Regions from separate parts of the Sus scrofa genome. Here all the other regions are linked to region 1. A link is a contact called in public HiChIP or PLAC-seq data. All regions are on one chromosome and are shown on one strand. The core of a region is the stretch at or near the end of the contact, and the rest is flanking DNA. Distances in the headings are between cores, read along the strand shown. Region 1 overlaps ANKRD46 (ankyrin repeat domain 46). Region 2 holds the start of POLR2K (DNA-directed RNA polymerases I, II, and III subunit RPABC4). Region 3 overlaps RNF19A (ring finger protein 19A, RBR E3 ubiquitin protein ligase).

Region 1 (2,582 bases), core at 36-2,535:
CAGGAAAGGCTACTGAGAGCCAGAGAGACCATTAACTGTACAACCATCATCTCTAAGGTTCTAGCCTTATTCATGATTTATGGTAGAAATATAAGGTACATCATCTTCAACATAACGGGTTTTCACAATTCTCCTATAATATGTTTCCATTCGTGCTCCAAATTATGTGCTAGATGAAGCTATCATTTACTGCATCCTTAATATAAATGTCCCATTCCAGTGACATAAGATGGTGGACATTCGACTATACAACCCTAGGCTATACAACCCCAGAGAGGATCTAGTAAGCGTCTCTGAGGTGTAGTCTGATTGCTTGTGAAGGCAGGCTAATCACTCTAGTCCAGGCTCTATGATGTTTATACTCGTGGCCTAGGTAGATCCTTAGAATTCAGGAATTCCCTACACATCACTATTAGACCCACATCTTACCCCATTCATTCCAAACCCTAAGGACCCTAAGAATATACAGTGAAAAAATGACTGAAAAAAGGCCTAAGGGCCTAACTTAACCAAATCCTTAGAAATGGCATGTTTATGTATAGACACCTTATGGAGTGTCAGGTATTTCCTCTTTCTCCCCCCTGGAAATAAGAATTAAGGAGGAGACCTTTGGTAGGAAGTGAGTACAGAGTTTTAGTAAAAGAGCTGAGGAGTATCTGAGGCTTTAGAGGGAGGCTTAGGAGTTCCCACCATGGCTCAGCAGTAATGAACCCGACTAGTGTCCATGAGAAGTGGGTTCCATCCCTGGCCTCACTCAGGGGGTTAAGGATCTGGCATTGCCATGAGCTGTGGTGTAAGTTGCCAACTTGGCTTGGATCCTGCGTTGCTGTGGCTGTGGCACAGGCTGGCAGCTACAGCTCTGTTTTGACCCCTATCCTGGGAACCTCCATATGCCACAGGTGTGGCCCTTAAAAGATAAATAAATAAATAAATAGAACCTTAATTCTTTTCCTGCTATCTCTCCTTTGGACTGTGGTAGCCTATTTGGTAGCCTATTTGGGGGAGGTACCTTTTGATACCCCAAGAAAAGAAAGGAGTGAGGTATATGCTTAGAAATGGCTCTGGGTTCAAGAACGAAATAAGAATTTTTTTTTTTCCTACAAGGTTTTTAATGTTTTTTTTTTATTCCCAGCTCGTGAGGATAAAAATAAGCAAAGGGTTACAAGGAGAAGTTGTATTTTTGGGCTGGAGATTTCCTTACGCTGCCACTTAGGAACCTAAGTGGTAGGGCAAGAAGTGGGAGTTGCCAGTACTGTAAAGCAGAAGTGAATCAGCAGTCCTCACAGCTTTGTCGCTTCTTAAGAGCGGAACAGTAATTTCAAGTTGGGACAATAAATCCAGCAATCCTCTTTCTGACAGAGCCCTGGCCCCCACACAGCCTCTCCTGGTAAAATGGCAGATGTGGAAGGTGGCTCAAGTTTACATCTGTATACTCAGGTTCTAGGGACCTTTTCAGAAACGGGAATAGGGGCTGACAAATCCGCCGTATCAGTTTCCCATGGAACTATTCTGATGGACCGCCCAAGACCACCAGGTCACTGTGACCACCAAGGGAAGGAGTGGTCAGGGATGAAGGGCTGCACATTTTAATATCTACATGGCTCTTGTAGATTAGCTCTCTTTTGGGAAATGTCATCTCAATAGAGTGTTTTTCCTTAACACTGTCAATTAAAATTGTTTGCTAGATTTAGCAAATACAACCTTCATTTTCCTTCTGGTCCTTATTTTTGGTCTCTCGAAATGATTTAGCATTTTGTCATTTGGCCTGTGACAGATAGTAAGGAGACTGGGAATAATATGGCAAATGCCATCATTTAAAAAAAATTTTTTTTTCTGTATGAACTGTAGATAGCGTCATGATGTACTATAAAATTGTTAGAGTTCTTTTTTAAAACGGTGAACAACTGCTACTTTAAACTTTTCTCCTTGTACTCCAGAGAACTGCATTGTCAAGCAAAGATAATTATGATAAGAAAATTATTCTTTAAAATACTATGAAAAGATAATTACTTCATGGTCTTCAAACAGCAGATGGGAGAATAAATGTCTTATATTTAGATAAATGAAACAAATTACATTCTCAGAATTAATAAGCTTTGGATTTGGGAAAATGATCTAGGAAATTAGCATCTTAAACTGTAGAAAAGTGTTAAGAACAGATACAAAAACAAACTAAAGGCGGAGTTCATGCAGTGGATCGTTGGCATCTTAGAAGTTCTGGGACACAGACTGGATCCCCAGCCAGGCACAGTGGGTTAGGGATCCGGCATTGCCACAGCTGCAGCTTAAGTCATAACCACAGCTTGGATCTGATTGCTGGCCCAGGAATTCCATATGCCTCCAGGTGGCCAAAGAAAAAACAAAAGAAAAAAATAAACAAAAAGAAATATCTTTCAATTGATATGTGTCCTTTGCCCTAAGGTGAATCTCTAATAGGCAGCATATTGTAGGGTCTTGATTTTTTTATCCTTTGAAAATTATAATGCAATATACAAATATAAGATGCTAAATTTTTTGCTTAGTGTCCCAATAAAAGTTCACTTTAAAAAAGTTTAATCTGGAGTTTCTGTTGTGGCCCAGCA
Region 2 (2,582 bases), core at 46-2,545, 430 kb before region 1:
GATCTCCATAGACTGCATTAAGTGCCAGCATCTTCTTGAAATCTCAAGCTTGAGAGTTGGAATCCAGGTCAGCTTGCAATGATTAAAGTTATACTTTTTGGATCACTCCATAATCTTTCTCTTATGATAACAATGGTTTTATCTAATACTTCTTGGAGCAAAGCTTATTTTGATTCTTCTTTTGGGTTACCTCTTCCCTTTGGCTGACAGGAGAGATATTTTTTAAGATGGTCAAAATACTTGTATGTTCTGTCTTAGCCTGTCTGTGGAGGAAGAAGCAGGACACTCCACTGTGTTTCCTGAAATTTTTACAACAGGGAGCTAAGAAGACTGGGAAGATTGAGTTAAATCTCTCAAGTTGGTCTGTGGAGGTGCCGGCAGTTGGAACTCCTCCTGGAAGTGTAATGCGAAGCTCAAAGTTCCCAAGTTTCCGTATGGAAGACCAGAGAGCAGTATTGCCTGCTTAATAAGAAACCAAAATAATGCATGTTGGGAAGAAAGAAACCTGCTTCTCCAATTAACTGTAATAGATAACGAATATGTATTTTCTAAATTGTAACAACTTCATTTTCTTCCTCTCATTCTGATATTAGTAAAATGCCTGCTATGAAAGAAGCAAACGAATGTAAATGTGTACATCCAACGATAATGTCTCACTAATAGTTTGATCTTTGAAAGGATTCCACTGAGCAGGTCGTTTTGTTCTTCTAGAGAATACATGGGACCAAAGGAGGGTCGGTAAACAGCCACCACTACCTAAATCCCTCAGCTTTAAGTGGCAGTAGTTGGATGTAGCTGCCTGCAAGTCCGCCTGTGCTTTAAAACGAGTAAAAGGAGAGGCTGAGAAGGATGACAGGTACCTAAGTGAGAAAGGGTCGAAAAGCAAACATTATGCAAAGGGCAGGAGGCGGCTGTTCCACTGCCGGCGGCACAGGTATTAAAACGATCTGAAATCCATAATCTGAAAACTGCTCTTCTACGTGGAAATCAGCGGTGAAACCGATACTTCCACGTTCTTTGGAGTAACGGTCAGCCCAGGGATTCCATGAGCACTTCACTTGGGTATCTAACGCTCTGACCTCTTGGAAAACTGTTACTTTCTGCGGCCTTCATTTGTCATAGAAACAAACCTCCTTCGACCTGAGAAACTGCTAAAATTCTTTGCCTCCCCGAAAAATGAAAATAGTTGGGAGCCAAATAAGAACCTCTACAGAGCGAATCAAACATACATAATTCCAATTTAACTGCCCGCGCTCAATCCGGGTTCTTCGGCCACTCCTTGGGCGGAAGGGGCGGAGACTACATCCTGCGTCATCTGCCAGTGCCGGAAGTGGGCTGACACACAGCGGCCTCAGGAATCTGTTAGGGAGCCTCGGGAAGTTTCTCCGTGTTCCGTGGGTAGGGGTTTGGCGGATTGGCGGTTTGGGATTGGAAGGTGAGTGTTTGGGCCAAAACTGGAAAGATACTAGGGGTTACAGGAGGTCCGGTGTGGGATTAGAGTCGAGAGAGGCTGGGGATGGAGTCGATGCTGTTAGCCCTTTGGCTTGTTTAGCTGTTGGGTTGTCTGCCTTTTCAGCTGTTAGGAGTTATTTCATTATTTTTCCCTTTTCTTCGGTTCGCATGTTTTCCTGTTGAGGGGTATAGTTTTTTGGCAATTTCTTGCTAAATTTTGGGAAAATTTCACTTGTGGGAGTTCCCCTTGTGGCGCAGCGGAACTGAATCAGATGAGTATCCTTGAGGATGCGGATTCCATCCCTGGCCTCGCTCTGTGGGTTAACGACCCAGCGTTGCCTTGAGCTGTGGTATAGATAGCAGACGGGGCTCGGATCCCGCGTTGCTGTGGCTGTCAGGCCTATTGGACCCCCTAGCCTGGAACTTCCACATGCCGCGGGTGGAAAAAAAAAAAAGAGAGAGAGAGAAAGAAAAAGAAAAATTGGAGTTCCCGTCGTGGCGCAGTGGTTAACGAATCCGACTAGGAACCATGAGGTTGCGGGTTCGGTCCCTGCCCTTGGCTCAGGGCAGGGTTAATGATCCGGCGTTGCCGTGAGCTGTGGTGTAGGCTGCAGACGCGGCTCGGATCCCACGTTGCTGTGGTTCTGGCGTAGGCCAGTGGCAACAGCTCCTATTCGACCCCTAGCCTGGGAACCTCCATATGCCGTGGGAGCGGCCCAAAGAAATAGCAAAAAGACAAAAAAAAAGAAAAAGAAAGAAAAAGAAAAATAGTACTTGTACTCGTGTTAAATGAAAACCAGAGCTTCGCAGTCAGATCTAAATTCCTCTGCCTTTTAACTACTGAATAATCCTGACCAAATTAACCTTCCCTAAATCTTAGTTTCTTGATCTGTTCATTAAGAGTAATTATTTAACCGCCTAGAATTGTTGTAGAGATTATAATGAAATAGCATGTGTAAATATGAAATCTGTAAAGTGTTTATGGAGTCCAGTTTGGGGGTAAATGCAAAATGCTTATTTGTGGGTTTGATTCATTCTTTAGAACCAGCGGTAGGATTTTTAAAAAGTACGGATTAGGAATTGGGAACTTTTTAGCTTTTTAGCTTTCCCTGAGAAAAATAAGGCATGAT
Region 3 (2,582 bases), core at 25-2,524, 290 kb before region 1:
AATATGTTATTTATCTATTATTTTTTATAGACCTGACTTTACAAGGACATACCTATGAGAAAAATGTTAGGTACATATCCTTTAATATTTTATATGTAAAGTTGATTTATAATGCAAATTTTTACTGACATTTTCAGATTCCCATCATTTTATTTAATTTTTAATTTTAATTTTTTTTATTTCCCCAATACATTATTTTCTTTCCTACTGTACAGCATGGTGACCCAGTTGTATACATTCTTTTTTCTCACATTATCATGCTTCATCATAAGTGACTAGACATAGTTCCCAGTGCTACACAGCAGGATCTCATAATATTCTGATCATTTTAAAGCAAATCTACTTTTTAGGCATACATATAAGCTTGCCAAACACTGGAAAGTTATTATCTTAAAAAAATAATTGTTTAATATTTAAGATACTAAAGATGACCTTTGTCTTTCAAAACAAACAAACAAAAATAGAAGCAAAGCAAAACCATCAATGCTAAATCTGAAGGTTTAAAGTAAGATAATAAATTAACAAGGAAGTGAGCATTTTACCTTACGGCCCACATACACAGGAATGCCAATAATCATTGCAGGGATAGCAATGCCAGCTATTAAAGCAATTCCTACAGGAGCACCAACAAGTGTTCCCAGCTGCCACAATATTTTCTTTTTTCGGCTCCAGGGTTTCTTCCCCCAAAAAGTACATCCTGATGGACTAAGGAAAAAAAATTATAATGTAAAGTAAAAGCTGCAAAACATCACAATAACAATTTACTACCATACATTCAGCAGTGACCATAACAGAATTCTCAAACTTGAGAACGAATTTTTTCCTCCCTTTCTTTGAATTCTAAGTTCATTAAAAGCCAAAGGGAAAAAAAATAAGGTAAGAAACATCACAAATTATATTAAAAGCATACTGATAAACGGGACTCAGGTTAAATATTTATTCATATTCCTCCACTGGCTTCAAAGCTTTAGGTTATTTTAAGGGTAAATTAATGCAAAATATGCTTATTTTATCCCTGTTTTAGGCAGAGAATTATAAACTCCCTCTGTGGCCTAAATGAATACATTTATATGTGGGAAAAATCAATGAAAATATTTATGACCTAGCATAATTACATGGGGTTTTAAATGCTAGCATTCTAGTTTAACAAAAAACAAAGCCAAATAAAAACAGAAATTTCTTATTTCCTCTTTTTTTTTGGCCACACCCCTGGCATGCACTGAATCCAAGTCACAGCAGTGACCCAAGCCTTAGCAGTGACAATGCTGGTTCCTTAACCAGCTAAGCTACCAGGGAACTCCTCTATTTCCTATTTTTGACTGTTTATTAATCCCAAATGACTAGCACAATAATTGGGTTCATGTTAAATTTATATTACCAAAATAAAACAGATTCCTTTAAGTATCTTATAGATTCCAAGTTTAAAAATACTTTGGATAATGCTTTTTCCAAAAAAAGTCCTTTTCATCCTACAATACAGAATTACAGTTAGGTACAAATAGCCCCTTATATAAGCTTACCTTAGATAATGCAAATCTGAGATTTCTTTCATACACAACCAACAAAACTCACAACCACAGACAGCACATGTCATGTGATTACAGCTCCCATCATTCATCTTTATTATATAAGCAGCACATCGTGGACATGGCTTTATATCATCGGCTATTAAGAAAACAGACATGTTTAATATGTAAAACTGGTCTACAAATAACAATTTCTAGTAGATAACTGCAGCGCTGCCAAAAAAACTTAACACATACAGTGTGTTAATGAATAGCTTTACCCTGCTATTTTTAGTATATAAAGCACCTCCTTTTGAGGAAAGGAACATTTTTTACATTAAAATTTCAAATTGTAAACATTTTTTCAAACAGTAGCAGGACAATGAGAACAAAAAATAACAAAATAATAATATGAGAAATAAGGGTGTTTCTGCTGTGGCCCAGTGGGTCAAAAATCTGACTATAGTCAGCTTAGGTTTCTGTTGAGGTGTTAGTTCGATTCCTGGCCCAGCGCAGTGGGTTAAAAGGATCTGGTGTTTCCACAGCTGTGGCTTGGGTAGCACCTGCAGCTTGGATTCAGACCCTGGCTGGGAACTTCCATATGCTGCGATGCAGCCAAAAATTAAAAAAAATAAAATTTAAAACAAGAGAGAAACGAGAACCAAGGACAGCTCGAGGCAAACTGTGCACAATATAAAGTTTGTCTCTGTTCCTACCCTACAACTGTCTTCAAAGAGCAGCACTTCATGCTCTAGAACTTTTCTAACCATCTCCACTTAAATAAAAAGTAGCAATTCTGTGTATTATTCCTTTAACGAATGAACACTAACAGAAAGTGAAAATTCGATGGTAATCTGAAGCAGTGTGAGTTTACTTCTCTTTTCTAAGTAACATCAAATGTAAGCACTCTAAAAATAATAATACAGATATCTGTAGAACAGCAGCCTTTTTCTTGTATTTTAATTCACACAATATATAGATGGCCCTTGTAAAGAATCAGAACCCAGATAAAACAGAGGACGTAAGAGGTCAAGGAAGGGTTATATGGTTATAAACACTTAATGGGAAACAGTTTCA

The links. HiChIP or PLAC-seq counts read pairs in DNA pulled down with a chosen protein or histone mark.
Region 2: a contact with region 1 is called in an H3K27ac HiChIP or PLAC-seq map of alveolar macrophages. The contact joins the promoter of POLR2K here to the enhancer-like site in region 1. A contact is called at or near these places in 2 of 5 promoter capture datasets (fetal skeletal muscle and liver), 25 of 47 Hi-C or Micro-C datasets (alveolar macrophages, blood, brain and 15 more) and 2 of 2 datasets of contacts at active chromatin or transcription factors (alveolar macrophages and skeletal muscle).
Region 3: an H3K27ac HiChIP or PLAC-seq map of alveolar macrophages shows a contact between it and region 1. The contact joins two enhancer-like sites. A contact is called at or near these places in 22 of 47 Hi-C or Micro-C datasets (alveolar macrophages, blood, embryonic fibroblasts and 13 more) and 2 of 2 datasets of contacts at active chromatin or transcription factors (alveolar macrophages and skeletal muscle).

The regions. Positions count from the first base shown.
Region 1 is chr4:36,420,649-36,423,230 of Sscrofa11.1, reverse strand. All of the region lies in intron 1 of ANKRD46 (ankyrin repeat domain 46), which reads right to left. Among named protein-coding and RNA genes, the nearest start is that of ANKRD46, 21 kb to the right of the region's middle. Within about 2 kb of position 1,285, at least 2 of the 83 cell types and tissues checked have an H3K27ac peak or open chromatin away from gene starts, as enhancers often do. A contact at or near this core is called in alveolar macrophages, where this site is marked.
Region 2 is chr4:36,851,335-36,853,916 of Sscrofa11.1, reverse strand. POLR2K (DNA-directed RNA polymerases I, II, and III subunit RPABC4) reads left to right here and starts at 1,295. Exons shown (of 4, transcript XM_003355012.5): 1 at 1,295-1,435.
Region 3 is chr4:36,710,038-36,712,619 of Sscrofa11.1, reverse strand. It overlaps RNF19A (ring finger protein 19A, RBR E3 ubiquitin protein ligase), which reads right to left. Exons shown (of 9, transcript NM_001038006.1): 3 at 1,521-1,665; 4 at 543-705. Among named protein-coding and RNA genes, the nearest start is that of RNF19A, 21 kb to the right of the region's middle. Within about 2 kb of position 1,274, at least 1 of the 83 cell types and tissues checked has an H3K27ac peak or open chromatin away from gene starts, as enhancers often do. A contact at or near this core is called in alveolar macrophages, where this site is marked.